Linked DNA regions of Strix aluco: region 2 is linked to region 1. The links are chromatin contacts, called in public Hi-C maps. All regions are on one chromosome and are shown on one strand. The core of a region is the stretch at or near the end of the contact, and the rest is flanking DNA. Distances in the headings are between cores, read along the strand shown. Region 1 holds the start of SCAF11 (SR-related CTD associated factor 11). Region 2 holds the start of ARID2 (AT-rich interaction domain 2).

Region 1 (3,370 bases), core at 513-3,012:
TTCTGCTAAAATCAAAAGAAACCACAACAAAATGACTAAAGACTTCCCCCATTCTTCTTCTTCCACGTGTAAGAGAGTCTGAATACCCACATAGTAAAACTCCAAGACAGATTACACTTCACTTAAAACTGTGATCCACTGAAAGAAAATTAACCCCCCCATACATTAGTGATATACAAACATAACATCAGACACCAAGTTAGCTACATCTCCCTTTAAGGTTACCAAAGCCCTAAAAAGCTATAAAATTACAATCTTAAAATAATCAGGGGCATCCCAATCTTTATTACTTAGATGTGAACAGCCTTAACTATCTCTCGACTTTTTAAATAAATGATTCTTTGCCAACAGTACCTAGTTACTGATACTAAACAGATACTAACTACCTGGCCTCTCTCTCTGCTATCTCATTCTTCCTAAAAACTTTAAATTAATTGCTATAGTCTAAAATAAAAACATTGTGAGAGGAAGGGGACCAATTTTAATTCTACCAAAATTGTTTTGAAGTTATAAACGTGGAGACAGGTTGTCAAAGAGGAGTTACATTTGGGGCTCATGCTATTTTTAATACTCACAAGCAGGAAAAAAAAAATAGGACACAATGTACTGTAAAACACAAGAAGAACTGGTGAGTCTCTCACTGGCTTGATAACTGTACCGCTTCCAGGTTCCAGTGTTACTCTGTGCAACTTTACCGATATTTAAGCCAGCCGCGATTCCACAACAGCACAAAAGCAGAGCTGGGCTTTAAGTTGAACCTCTCCGTGCAACTTCCCCACAACTGCAAAGTCTTCCAGTAACTCCTGCCGCTCCAAGACGCTCTTCCAGCGAACGCTGCCGGCATTTACAACTCCGGGCGGCCGGGTCAGCGCCTGCCGCTCCCGGGAAGAAGAGGGACGGCGGTGCCTCCCCGGCCCGAGATCTTTGTTCCGCCCCGCGCCACGGCGGGGAGGTCCCCGCGCTAAGCCCACTCACGGATCACCGGGCAGGGCTGCTGCTCCACCCGTTGCGCCTTCACAAAAGCTTTCGGCTCGGAGGGGGCCGGCGGTCTCCTGGGAACGGCGGATCGCCCCAGCCGCCCCGCTTTGTTTCCCGTCTCGCCCCGGGAGACGAGGCGGGCGGCCGAGAGCCCCCCTCTGCCCCGGCAGCGGCCTGTCACGGCGGCCGAGCGCCAGCACCGGGGCGGGCCAGGCTCCCGGCCGGCGCCACGACACGGGCGGCGAGAGGAGGGGAGGGGAGGGGAGCGGGGGAAAACCCGCGGCCGGAGCCGGCAGCAAACCCCGCCCTCAGCCCGGCGAAGCGGAGGGAGGGAAGGAGGGAGGGAGGAAGGGAGGGAGCACCCGAGCCCGGCGGGCTCCGAGCGGAGGCGAAGGCCCCGGCCAGAGCGGGACGGCAGCACCGCCCGCCTCGCCCCCCCTCTCCGTCCCTCCCGCCGGCGCCCTGCCCCGGCCCGCGTGGGGAAACGGCCCCGAACACTTTCCCGCCCCACACGGAAACTCCCGAGGGAAGCGCCTGCCCCCCGCCGCCCCCGGCCCCGAGCGCCGCTGTTCACCTGGCGCCGCGGCGTCCCCTCGCGCGGTCACTGCTCCGCGGCCGCCTGCATGAAACGGAGCCTCCGCTTCCCCGCGCCTCCTCCGCCACCGCCGCCTCGGGACTTCCGGGAGCGGCGCCCGCCGCCCCGCTGCGGCCGAGGAGCGTCCGCCCGGGCAGGAGGCGCGGCGGGAGGGCGGGCTGGGCTCGGCGGGGCCCCGCTCAGCGGCCGCCGGGCCACATGTCCACGCGCGGCCGGGAATGCGCAGCGCCGGCGGGGACCGCGGGGGGGCGCTGCTCCGCCGCCTTCCGCCGCGGGGGGGGCCGGAGGGAGGGCGGTGGGAGGGCTGCGGCGTGGCGGCGGGCGGCGCAGGCCGCCAGCGAGACGCCTCCAAACCGTCCCGCGCCGCCGGCGAGAGCATTGTGGGATAGGTCCTCCAGCGCCGTCTTGAAGGGGAGGAGGGGCGGGGGAGTCGCGAGAGGGCGAAGGGAGGCGGGAAGGGGCGGGCACGTGACCCGCCGCCGCCGCCGGCAGGCGAGGAGCCAATGGGAGGGGGGGCGGGCGCGCAGGGCCGGGGCGGGGGGGGGCGGGGCGGGGCCGCACGTTGCGGGGCGGGCGCGCCCCCTGGTGGCGGCGCGGCGGCATGGGCGGGGCGCGCGGGCGGACACGTCATCTGACCGCGACGCGGGGCACCTCGAGTGCAATTTTTTTAAAAATTATTATTTTAATAAAATTGGGCAAAAGGGAGCTTTGGACGGAGCCCTGAGACTAGAGGACTGCGACCCGTTTGAGAAGGCGGTGGGGGCTGACGAGCCGGTTCGGCCCAGCCTGGGGCTGCTGTCCTCCGCCGGGCCGATGGCGGCGGTGGCGGCGGTGGGGCGAGAGGCCGGGGCGGGCCGGGCCCTGGGAGCCGTCGCTGCCGCTGCCCTGAGCGCTCGCAGGGAGGCGCGGGGCTTTCAGCTCCGTGCCCCCAGCGGGCTGCCTGCTGCCGTCCGTGCCTGTTTGCTGTGAACGCCAGCACGGCCGCGGCGCTGCGTGGGGCACGGGGGCAGCGTGGGGCCTGCCCCGCGGCTGCGCGGGGAGAGGAGCTCTGCTGCTGCAAGCGTCCCTCCAGGCGCCACTGGTGTCAGTGGTGATTGTTGCTGGCTGGTGTTTGTGGGCCTCACAGAAGTAGTGAGATTTAATCCTTATGTATTTATACAACCAGGTTTTTTGAAGCGGTTTGTCATCTTGTCATACATCCTGATTATAGCCAATAGAAAAGTTGTTCAGTGCAGCAGCCTCTGTTGCAGGCCGGTCGTGTTTGTACATCTCTATCACGGCACTACCAGACTCTGTGAGTCTGCCGTAGCGCCTCCACACAGGCTCAGAGGCAGTGGGGAGCTGGGGGACGCCATGGAGCACCAAACCTCAGCTGAACCCCCAGGGCGACACACCTGCCGTACCAACAAACAACAGGGAAGGGGAACCAGCTACCCCAAATATGCAGGCTTGGTTGAGTGTCTCCTTGTGTCCACAATGAAGTTGTTGCAGCCTGTGTGGAGTAAAATATGTGTTAGTGTCAGTCTGTCAAGAATGATGATACCTTATTAGTTGCTGTGATTACTGATGGAATTAATTTAGGATTAACTCAGAAGAACTTGAATCAAGTAAGAGGAGCCTGGGGGGACAGCATGTAAGAAGAGTCAGGAAGAAAGGAAAAGACTGGATTCATTAGCAGGCTGCAGAGAAATGTAATAAGAAGCAAGACTATAGCCATAGGTTGGAAAGCACAGACTTATGAATGGAGATGAAATGTTTAAGGTAAGTCTGACTTTAAAGTTATTAAGGTTAATGAAC
Region 2 (3,256 bases), core at 517-3,016, 170 kb before region 1:
GGGGAGTTTTATGCGTACTGTTGCTGAAATAGCAGAAACTCAAGAGTGTCACAGACAGGAGCTGCAGACAGGTATCTGCTGCAGGTCTAATTTTAGGGGGAGGGGGGGGACTCAATGCTACAGTGAGTAAGACGCTATGTATTTCTTACACTGAAATCCACACACCACCACGCCATCCATACAGGGCGACTTTCAGTACAGAGTATTAATCTGAAACTGAGGGATTTCTTTTCCCCCTCCCCCTGCCCCAGAAGTGTGAGCCCAGGGCAAATCTTACCAAGCATCTTACTGTATCTCTGTCTCTATAGCTATATTCAAGCTGAAACAGCACTCAAGTCAAAAGGAAAAAAATCTTACTTGGAAAAAAAAAATGGTTTGAGGTAAGTTAGTACATGGAGTAGAAAGGAATTATAGTTTTCCTTCTTTAAGTGCTCACTTGGGGTCATAATGTGCCATTGATTTTAAAACACAGCTCCTTACTGACTTTAATGAATTCTGCTTAGAAAAAAACCTAAAGGCCCAATTTGGCCTTGGATTTCAACGTATCAGTTGCAAGGGGCAAATGTTCCTCCAGAGCCTCTTAAGCTGGAGCAAGCTGCGCTCACCTGAGGCTGTTTGCTTGCCAGGGAAGGACAAATGCCCACCCGGGTCGCTGCTTGCTTTACCTGAGGAGCAGAGGCTCAACAGAAGGTGCCGTTCACTGCATGGGCTCATTCTTGCTCCTGTTTAGCCCAAGCGGCACCAGGCTCCATTGTGGTCAGGGTGCTGGTCTTCTCCGGGGCTCCCGTGTGGGAAACAGAAGACAAGTGTTTACAAACACTGTACACGCCATAGGCAGAGGGGAGAGTGGCCTGCAGTGCCACTGTTGGCTACTGCCCACTCAGGGTGAGGGCCAAGACCTTCCTCCTTAAGTTATTTTATGCTGTATGTACCATTCATCAATATACAGAAATATATAGGCGGCTAAGATTGAGTTCGGCAGTCCTAAAGCACTTTTGATTACAGGCCGTAGTATCTCCAAGAAGAAAAAAAAAAATATGGAGTGAGCCAGAGCTCAGGCCCCTGCTAGCAAACCTCTCCAGGGCAGCCCCTGCTTGGTAAAGCGCTCGGCATTCTCCTTTGCTGAGTTTTAAATACCTCACGCCTCGAAATGAGGGGTTCCTGCTGCCCCCCCCGGCTCAGCGAGCAGCCCCTCCCGCCCCCGCCGTGCCATCCGGGGCGACTTCCTGCCCTTGGAAACACCTCAGGCCGGGAGACTCGGAAAGTTTTTCAAAAGTCCAAATCCACCAGTGCCCCCTTCAGTTGTTGTTTTCTCTCCCCTTGAACTCAGGGCGTTGGGTTTACTCCAATTAAAAAATTCGGCCCCGCTTTCCAAATCCACCTTTCCTGCCGCCCCCCCCCCCCCCCCCCTCCCGCCGCCAGCCAGCGGAGAGAGGCCGATCGGTGCGAGCCTGGCAAGGGAGGGCCCTTTCCCCGGCCCCTAGCCCCGGAACAACCGGTAGTAGCCGTTTTTTTCCTCCCCTCTTCTCCTTCTCCCTCGCCTCTTTCCGCCCGGCTTTGTGTGAAGTTTGCGGCACATTGCAGATGAGCCCTTAGCGGCGAGAGGAGCCTATTGTTCCCCGCCAGGAACTGCTTGCTGGGGCTGTGCTGGCTTTTGCCTTTAGAGCTGCCTTCTGCAGTACCGGGACCGGCCTCCGGGGTCCGCTGTGTTGCGCTCTCGTCCAGGCAGAAGCACGGCGGCCTCAGATCTTTTTGTCTGAGAGAGAAGAGAAGTGAATCCCGCTGCCGCCGCCACCGCCGCCGCCGCCGCTGCTGCCGTAGCTGTACAGTGTGTGTGTGTGAGAGAGCGAGCGAGGGAGCGAGCGAGCGAGGGAGAGGGAGATCGCATGGAGCCGCGGCTGTAACACACACACACTGTCAATACCTCACTCCGGCTCCCCCCCCACCCCACCACAACAGTAACCCAATTCATTGTGTGATCCAGCAGCACCATGTTGAGTCTCATGTGCAGGCTGGATCGGTTGGGTTTGTGGTGCTGAGAGAGGCAGCAGCAGCGGGAGGAGGAATTACTGAGAGGTGCCCCTCTCCCTCCCTGTCTCTTTGCCTGTGTGTTGTGTGGAGACAGGACTCGCAATTACCACACTCTCTGGGGCTCCCTTATTCCTTTTAAACTTTTTTTTAAACAAGCCCCTCTCCATGGCTGATCCCCGGCCGAGCACGGGCACCTGGGTCTCTTAAAGACAAGGAGGAGCCGGGGATTGTTGTTGTTGTTGTCGGCCGTTTTTTTTTTTTTTTTTATTGGAATTTTTTTTTTTTTTACGAGAACCTTTTTTAATACAAAAATGGCAAATTCGACGGGTAAAAACCACGCAGACCAGCGGAGAAAGGGACTCGCTTTCCTGGACGAGCTGCGGCAGTTTCACCACAGCAGAGGGTGAGGAAAATGGGGAGATGGAACGGGAGGGGGGGAGGCTTTTAAACCGACCAGATCCAACTTCCAGCCCCTTCCCTGAAGGACACGGCAGCCCCAGCGAGGGGAGAAAAGGGGGCAGAGCTGACAAGTTGTGGTGTTTTGTGTGTATCTCCTTTGGCAGGTCTCCTTTTAAGAAGATCCCCGTGGTGGGTGGGAAGGAGCTGGATCTTCACGCTCTCTACACCAGAGTCACCACTTTAGGCGGATTTGGGAAGGTGAGTGGAAGTTTTAATTTGGGTTTCCCTCCCACTAACCTCTTCCCAAAAGTCTCCTCTGACCCCCGGGGGCGGCGGGGGGAGCCGGGGTGGCCGGGAACCGTCCTATTTAAAGCCGGTTAGAGAAGGTGGGGGGTGGAAGAAGGAAGCGAGCAGATAGGCAGGTTGGTGGCTTGGCCTTGTCGGTGGAGCGATGAAGGGGGATCCGGGGGTACGGCGCACACCCCGCTGGTGCCTCCCCCGCCTCCGCCGGAGCCCCTCGCCCCTGTCCCCCTTCCCCGGGCGAAGGCGAGGAGGGAGCAGAGAGCTCCGGTCGGCGAGAGGCAGTTTCTTTCGGTTGTGGTGGCAGCTCTCTGTATGTCTCTCTCTCTCACAGAGGGAGAGACAGAGAGGAGAGAGTCTGAGTGCAGTTTTAGTGCAACTCAAAATTAGCGGGCATGTTTAACATCGATAATCGGCACGGAGCATGGGCTAGGAAACGATCCTCGCAGCCGGGGGGGGGCCGGGCGCTGCCCTCCGAGCCCTTCCCGGAGAAAAATAACAAAAGGGGCACCCAAGACGGTGTGTA

Evidence for each region. Hi-C and Micro-C count contacts between places; a contact is called where the count stands out from the background.
Region 2: a contact with region 1 is called in a Hi-C map of brain, with 6 times the contacts expected there. The contact joins the promoter of ARID2 here to the promoter of SCAF11 in region 1. A contact is called at or near these places in 2 of 2 Hi-C or Micro-C datasets (brain and heart).

The regions. Positions count from the first base shown.
Region 1 is chr5:54,180,915-54,184,284 of bStrAlu1.hap1, reverse strand. SCAF11 (SR-related CTD associated factor 11) reads right to left here and starts at 1,762. Exons shown (of 15, transcript XM_074827393.1): 1 at 1,553-1,762.
Region 2 is chr5:54,349,494-54,352,749 of bStrAlu1.hap1, reverse strand. It overlaps ARID2 (AT-rich interaction domain 2), which reads left to right and starts at 1,766. Exons shown (of 21, transcript XM_074827398.1): 1 at 1,766-2,434; 2 at 2,595-2,688. The coding sequence starts at 2,343.